Linked DNA regions of Mus musculus: region 1 is linked to region 2. Evidence: chromatin contacts called from public promoter capture Hi-C data. All regions are on one chromosome and are shown on one strand. Each heading gives the region's core, a stretch centred on a gene start, on an enhancer-like site or on the middle of the called end of the contact. The rest is flanking DNA. Distances are from core to core; before and after follow the strand shown.

Region 1 (4,259 bases), core at 1,648-4,147, 2.1 Mb before region 2:
TTTTTGGTCCAGTTGGATTCAATTTTTTGTTTAACATGATTTTTCTGTATCCTTTATTAAATAGAGTCAACATCAAAACTTTAGGTTATATAGTATGTATATAATTATATTAATACATATAAGACTTAGTATATACTATAAGTTGAAACTATTACTCTTGTTTATTTTTATAACATTTTAGTTATGGCTCCTGGGCCTGTAGTTTGTAATCACATCATAATGTTTTGAAACTGTTTGTAACTCCTTGTTTATACAGGAGGTTCCAGCTGTGAAAAGATATTAGTGTCCTTAAGTTGTGATTTATTATAGGCATATTTGTAAAATAACATCAGCACCAGCTGGCACAGTAGTGAAGCAGCGTGAAAGATCGGTAACTCAGCAGACTTTCCCCAGGTTTCAGAATGGCTTTCTGAGAGTGGGGGTTTTGATTGCAAGGCTAAAAGGACAGTGTCAGAATATCTGCTGGCTTGACACGTTTAGGTTTGGTTAAAGATAGGAAAAGCCGTGGTAGTTGAAGAGTGAAATGGCAGTTGGGTGTGCTGAGCTAGTCATTCCTCTTAGACCTGGTACTCCTGCTCGGCTGTGGGAGGCAGAGAGCCGTTAGGGATGGTGGGACTTAGGTCCTAAAATGGTTTCTTGTGTTTCCTGCAAAGAATATCATTCTGATAAGTTTCTAATGTGAGGCTTCCCATTATAGTTTTTATTTACTAGGAAATGGAGATGCTTAGCCTGCCTGGCCTGGAAAGGTGGTTTTCACACAAGGCTTCTTTGCAGGGAGTTCTTCCCAATTAGCAAACCAAGTATGGTGCAAATTAACATGTATCTGAGTGTGGGAAAGAGCACCACGAATCGGAAGAGATGTGAGAGTGACTGGAACGGTGTTCATGCAGTACTTGAGTGAGTTAGCATCCCAGTGAGACAGGCTTTGGAAAATATAGTGCTAGTTCTGACATTGCCTAAAATGCTTGATGGAAAAAAAACAGAAACCAGACTACTCTTCAAACATTCTTAGAGAAAAGCAGCTTGATTATTTACAAATTGTATAAAGCCCAAGTATGTTTCAGTGGTTCATTACATTTTATCTTCTTTATATGTGTATTCCTAATATTTCCTTAACTTGAAACTTAAGATACCGTTATTGTCGAATGCTAGAAGAAGGCTCTTTCCGAGGTCGGACAGCAGACTTTGTATTTATGTTCCTTTTTGGTGGATTTTTAATGACTGTATCCTTCAACAAATAGCATACAGGAAAATATTGAAGAACAGACTGTCATCTGTTCTTCAAGCTTTTCATCTGTCTCCCATGATTCACTAGATATTTTGAACAAACACAAACATAGACCTCCAGATTGTAGCCTCGGGAGCTACCATTTATTTCACAGCCCCCATGACAGCCCAGAGGTTGGACAGGAAGCTCCACTGGGCGAGAAGTTTCAACCCAGGTGGATTATCTTGAAGCATCTCAGTAAGTTCACAGTTGACTTCGTTTTTAAACTAGGTTGGTAAGAAGACGTTTATTAAGTCACTGTCAAGACTGATACAAATGTTTTTAAAAAGAAGAGAATTCGTTCTGTGTGTCACTTAGGTGTAGTGCCGAGTGCCAAGAAGGCTTTCTTCCAGCCTGCATGCTTCAGCACCTGTAAAGGTGGTGGTGGTGAAGGAGCCTCACTGTACGTACTGTCAAAGGAATTAATGTTTCCCCAAAAGGCAAGAGCATCACGAAACAGAATTCTAGGGCTGGAGAAATGGCTCAGCGGTTAAGAGCACTGACTGCTCTTCCGGAAGTCCTGAGTTCAATTCCCAGCAACCACATGGTGGCTCACAACCATCTGTGATCTGATGTCCTCTTCTGGTGCGCATAAAGACAGTGCACTCATATACATAAAATGGGTGAATTCTTTCTTTAGAGCAGAATTTTAGTTTGTAGTAGCTATAATCCGGATAATTCAGCCCAAGCCAGTTTCTGCCTAGATGCCTTGGGTAATTAATTTCAGGCTTTTTTTAATTTTAGTTTAAAAATGTCACTACTCAGCTTTTGTAACTCAGAGCTTAGCTAAAGGGCAGCCTTAGCTCTTTGCTTTAGCCTTGCCTACCAAGCTTTCCTGCTGATATTTCCCTTAATGCCCTTTGCTAGCTCTTTGGTTTGTTTGTGAGCTTAGTTTTTTTAGGCCAGGCCTTTACAATAATGCTGGTCTACGTGTGGAGCCGAAGGAACCCGTATGTCCGCATGAACTTCTTTGGTCTTCTAAACTTCCAGGCCCCCTTCCTGCCCTGGGTGCTCATGGGGTTTTCCCTGTTGCTGGGGAACTCAATTATAGTGGACCTTTTGGGTAAGTGTCTTATCACTACTTTTTCTACTATTTTACCTGATCATGTATTCTGTCACTGTCTTTCATGTTTATTATGTTTATATATAGATAGCTATTAATATGATTGTTTAATAATTATATCTGAAAGCTATTAACTCATTGATATTTTTTAAATAATTATCCTAAGTAAAGTATACGATGATAGGGAACTTAAACTTGAAATTTGACTCTTCCTTTTATCCTTTATTTCTGGTTGATTATAGGTATTGCAGTTGGGCACATATATTTTTTCTTGGAAGATATATTTCCCAATCAGCCTGGTGGAATAAGAATTCTGAAAACACCATCTATTTTGTGAGTATTTAACTCTGTGTTCCATGGTTCATGCAGACAAACCATGATCGCGATTTATTTTGGGCCCTCTCAGTGCCTGGTTCGTATCAGTAAGTGTTTGCAGATTGAGCAACATGTCTGCAGTGGGGAGCTCTTGGATTGGCCAGAAACAGATTGGGCCAGGGTTGTGATTACTGAGCTCTTGACATCATGGGGTGACTTGCAGGTACTGTCCTGAATGACCACTAGGACTCGTGTCCCAGAGAGGAGCTTGCAGGTTTGTGAAAGCTGCTGTCTAAGTAGAGAGACGTGAACAGCAGCATGAGCAGCACAGTCCAGAGGACAAGCTGATAGCGTTCTGATCAGCGAAGGGGGTGCTGGAGAGATGCAGGGAAACAGAAGGGAAAGGCTTTGGACCTGAAGCTATACTGGCTGGCTGGTCTACCAATTTGAAACACATTTTTTTTTTTTTTTTTTTTTTGGACAGGGTTTCTCCGTATAGTCCTGGCTGTCCTGGACCTCACATTGTAGATCAGACTGGCCTCAAACTCAGAAATCCGCCTGCCTCTGCCTCCCAAGTGATGGGATTAAAGGCGTGCGCCACCACCTCCTGGCTCATCTCTTCACTTTTATACTGCAGTTCCTAGAGCTATAGTTTTAATTTATAAGACCTTTTTCTGCTCTAGAATGTTGTGTTCTTGGGAATTATTACATGGAAGATGGGCTCTATTGAGGCAACAAAATGATTTGATATAAGCTCTGCGTTGTGGAATAGTTAAGCAAAAAGGAATGAACATGGTTCAGTGGTAACAGGACCAGCTGCTTCCCCCAGAAGACCCAGGTTCAATTCCTAGCACCCACTGGATGCTAACAACTGTCTATAGCTATAGTCCCATGGATTTGATACCCTCTTTTGGTGTACAGATATACATGCAGACAAAATACCCGTATACATAAAATACACAAGTAAATAAACCTTTAAAAAAAAAACTAAAATGGAAAATAAATCTCAAAAAGAAAAAGAATGAGCTGGTGAGGTATGCTAGTGTATACCTGTTGCCCCATCTACTCTGAAGGCTGAGGCTGATCAATTCAAAGTTTGACGCCAACCTAGCTACCATACCAAGAGGCCATCTTACGGGAATTTTTGTTTGCTTGTTTTGGGGGGTTTTTTTTGTTTTGTTTTTCGAGACAGGGTTTCTCTGTGTAGCCCTGGCTGTCCTGGAACTCACTCTGTAAACCAGGCTGGCCTCCAACTCAGAAATCCACCTGCCTCTGCCTCCCGAGTGCTAGGATCAAAGGCGTGCGCCACAACAACAACATCAAGAAAAAAAATAGAAGGAAGTAAATCCTCTGTGATTCTTCTTACGCATAGCAGTTTCTCTGTCGGATAAGCAGTCTTGTGTCTTTCACTCTCTAGATACTTTTTTGGTAATTTCCTATATAATTACTGTATTTGCATCATGTCTGCTTCTCCCTGTCTCCCCTTCAACTCCTTCTGTGTCTCCCCCACTCCTCTTCAAGTCATGACCTCCTCTTTAATTATTATACAGACATACCCAAAATCTATTCACCTATTTAGTCCATCTAGTGTTGCTTGTATGCAGATGTGTTTAG
Region 2 (3,906 bases), core at 688-3,187:
AAGTAGAGGCCATCTCAGCTGTCAGGACCGTCATCATCTGAGAAGGGGGTCAGGGAGATGGGGGCAGAGAGCCAGGGGCCAGGCTATTGGTCAGCAGGTGATAAACATGATTTGAGGGGGAGTTGAGTTTAGCAGGCTAAGCAGGTTTCATCTGGAGGTGGAGATGATGGAGGCCTTCAGGCAGCTTGGCAGTTTTCAGCTCTCTCTCTCTCTCTCTCTCTCTCTCTCTCTCTCTCTCTCTCTCTCTCTCTCTCTCCAGGGCGTGTCTGTGTAGCCCTACGTGTTCTGGAACTCACTTTGTGGACCTGGCTAGCTTCAAACTCAGATCTGCCTGCCTTTGCCTTCCAAGTGCTGGGATTAAATGCACAGCATCACCTGACTAGGCACACACGCCTTTCCCATCTTTCAGAGCTTTCTGGGATTGTGAGAACCACTTTTAAAGTATGCCCAGGGGGCCTTGTCTTGCTTTCATGAAAAGCTTTGCCTCAACCTGCAAAACCCTAGTCCTGTTGCAGTGGGTCCCTCAGCTCAGGTACAGCTTGTCTGTGTGCTTCGGTATGGGTTTGTTTGACATGACCACAGCCATCTTGAGTCATAGCCACCGTGATTGCCCCTGAGTAACCCTGGCCGGTTTTTCCTGTATGGTCTCCCAGCAAACCACAACTAGATAAAACCATTAAAGTCAAATATGGGGCTTTGAACAACCAGACCCTGGCCCCAGGAATACACCCGACTCTTTGATATTTTGTTATGAGATACCAGGTATGTTCCAGCCAGGATGAAGTCACTTTTGTCCCAGCCCACAAGTATACTCCTCTTTCTGACCCAGATTGCCAGCTATAGTTTTTACTGTCACTCAAGACTATACTTCCTTAGTAAGTTCTATAGTAAACCCCTCTCTCTGTAACCTTACATGTCTGCCTATCTGTCTGAGGTATCCTGTCCCCTTGAGGTCAGTTCACAGTTTAGGACTGGGTTTAAATAGGGCCATGTTTCCATCAGATCACTGAGAGCCACAAATATTTATAGACTAACTTCCAGTACTTGCTGGCCCCTCCTAGGCACCTATTAGAGACAAGTATGTACAAAACCTGCCTTCTCTGAGAATAAAGACACCCCTATGGGAAATGACTTCCCAGGGAAGCTTCTTGTTTTGTGTTGTTAACAACAGATAAGGCATTGTTATTTTGTTTTCCATAAGACGGACATTTGTAGACTAGACAGGAGCAGGCAATAACTTTAACGTGTTATCCGTGCCCACTTTTACTAATGGCTCCTGTTCTATTTGGTAAGACTAATGGGCACAGGAGAACGGCAGTCACTGTGGAGGCAAGAGACGTGGATGGCTTACGTGATCTGATAAAGACTTAGGGAATGGACCAGCCTTGGAAAGGCAGGAAGGGGACAATGCTGACAGCTCAAGGGACTCACTGGATCTTGGGATTTATATGGAGGTAGTTATACACATTATCCCATCTGAGCGGCAAACAGTGGCAGGAGTCAGCACTGGTGTTAGCTCCAATTCCTAAGAGGGAAAACGAGGTTCAAGGATGAAAAGTCTAAGCTCTCTGCCTTTAAGATTGTGTTCTCTTCTCTCTCTCTCTCTCTCTCTGGTTTGTTTTGGTTTTGAGCACTGGCCACAGAGCCCAGGGCCTTACCCAGGCTGGGCAAGTAGAGTACCACTGAGCCACACCCACGAACCCCTAATTTGAGCTCTTACTTGCTGTGTTATTGCACCGGCGTAGACATAAAAACATTGGCACCTGTTTGTCTCCTCCACTAAATTAGTTAGCCAGCGTTCATTCGTCCTTAGGGACAGAGGGGAGAAGTGGGTGAGAGGACCAGAAGCAGCCGTTCACACGCAGACAGCAGAGGTGGAGAGCCTTGAAGCTATGACTGGCATTTCTTACTCCCTTGCCCAAGCTCCCAGGTCTTGCTCAACTCCAGCTGAGTAACAAGGCTGGCAGGGTTGCCTCACTACTTGACAGCAGGCCCCAGCCTTCCTGGCTCAAACTCACTTCCTGTCCCAGAGTCTCTTTTGTCAGACATGATTGAGTCTCCTTCTTCCTGTTGACCTCTGCTTTTTCCCAGCTGGCCCCGGGTGGTCCCCACGTGCTGCTGTGAACCAGATCAGCTGAGGAGCCAGGACCAGGTGCCTTGCAACTTTGGGGGATTGGAGTGAGGGAGGGGAAGGAATGGGTGGGGGGCTTGGGCGTGGCCTGAGAGACACCAGAGTGGAGGCTTCTGGTGTCTGAGAACCCTTTCTGCCCATATGGTGGCCAGTTAGGATGAATGCCATTATGTCCCTGTGATAGGTGACACTAGGCATTTGCTATGGTGCCTTTTTTCTGAAAACACAGTTATCTTCCCTCATCTGGATCCTGATCACCTTGATTTGGTTTTTATTTCCTGGCCGCCTGCTAGTATTTCTTGGAGGGGCGGGGAGCTTTTTGGGTTCAGACAAGTTTATCTGGGCTGATGGAGAGACAATCAGGGTGAGGCAATGATGTCATGCCGGACTGAACAAGTGAGGGGCTTGTTTTGAAGTCTTGGCTGCTTCTAAATCGCTCAACTCCTGACGGGCCAGCGGCTTCTTTCGTTCTGTCTTCTTGCCTATGGATGGCGAAGTATTTTTATTTTATTTGAACTCGTCCAGAGCTTGTAGGACAATGGTTATGAAAGTGTTTCCTACACTGTAAGGAGGTTGTGTTTCTCAAGGCTTGGGGCTCTCTTTATTTCGTTTTCTAAATGGAACTAGACATACTTTTTCCATGATACTATCTTATTTGATAAAATACAAGCTATCCATGCAGAGACACTGACAATCTTTGTATAAGTATATCCTCAAATATGAGCACTTTGACCTACAAACATAGACATTTTATCTATTTTTATGTGTATGTCTGTGGGTGTGTATGTGCACACATCCATGGGTTCCCTTAGAGACTAGACACTTGAATCCCCTAGAACTGGAGTTAAAGACACTTGTGAGCCTCCATGTGGGTGCTGGGAAGCAAACCCAGCCCTCTGCAAGAACAGAAGTTCTCGTAACCATTGAGCCATCTCTCCAGCCCCCCCCCCCCCCCCAGTCAGTCCCCTTTGAGCCAGGGGCTCACATCTATTAGTCTTGGCTGGTATAGAATTTGCTATGCAGATCAGGTTGGCCTTGGGTCTGTCTTGATTTTCCTGCCTCTGCCTTCTGGGTGCTAGAATCACTGGTGTGTGCAGCCTCACCCGCTCCCAACAACCTCACCTGGCCTCAAAATACACATGCTTTTGAGACAGGCTATGATGTTGACCTTGAACCCTGACTCCTCCTGTGCACACCCATCCAGTGTGAGGATTACAGGCATGAGCCATCACACCCAGCTGACATACACACTTTCAATAAATTTTTTAATGTTGAATTCTACTTACCGTCCTGTAACTTCTTTGCATTTAATGTCTTTTGAGTCATCGTATGCTGATTCACAAATATCCACCCTGTCCTGGACTGCTGTACCATATCCCATGTGTGGATGTAGCATGCATGGCTTGGTAAAGTAAACTGATTTGTGGGTAGTGATAGGCTTTCAGTGTGAGTCTATAAAAGTAAGCTGTACTGCAGAAAACACCATTAAACATACAATCTTCACATACCAGCTCCGGCATTTCCTTAGAATGAATTCTTAGGAGATAGATTGTTGAGGCTGTGTGGTTGGAAGACCCATTGAAGAATTCTCGGTCCTGCTGCCTGGAGGAGGTTGTCAACATACTGAGGCTTCCCAGGGAGGAGGGTGAGACATCCTGGACTTGGAGGAGTCCTTTCTCCTCAGGCCCCCTTTCTCTTTATGGTGAAGTGACTTAGCTGCTCTTTCCAGTTCTTCTCTCCTTCTCCTGCTGGGCTGGGGTGAGGCAATGCTTTGG

Evidence for each region. Promoter capture Hi-C pulls out the DNA fragments that hold promoters and counts their contacts.
Region 1: a promoter capture Hi-C map of liver shows a contact between it and region 2, with 5 times the contacts expected there. The contact joins two enhancer-like sites.

What each region holds. Positions count from the first base shown.
Region 1 is chr11:71,011,514-71,015,772 of GRCm38.p6, reverse strand. It overlaps Derl2 (Der1-like domain family, member 2), which reads left to right. Exons shown (of 7, transcript NM_033562.4): 3 at 1-46; 4 at 1,130-1,223; 5 at 2,135-2,330; 6 at 2,573-2,663. Among named protein-coding and RNA genes, the nearest start is that of Derl2, 5.7 kb to the left of the region's middle. Within about 2 kb of position 2,897, at least 6 of the 459 cell types and tissues checked have an H3K27ac peak or open chromatin away from gene starts, as enhancers often do. A contact at or near this core is called in liver, where this site is marked.
Region 2 is chr11:68,870,027-68,873,932 of GRCm38.p6, reverse strand. No RefSeq gene overlaps it. Among named protein-coding and RNA genes, the nearest start is that of Rnf222, 17 kb to the left of the region's middle. Within about 2 kb of position 1,937, at least 138 of the 459 cell types and tissues checked have an H3K27ac peak or open chromatin away from gene starts, as enhancers often do. A contact at or near this core is called in liver, where this site is marked.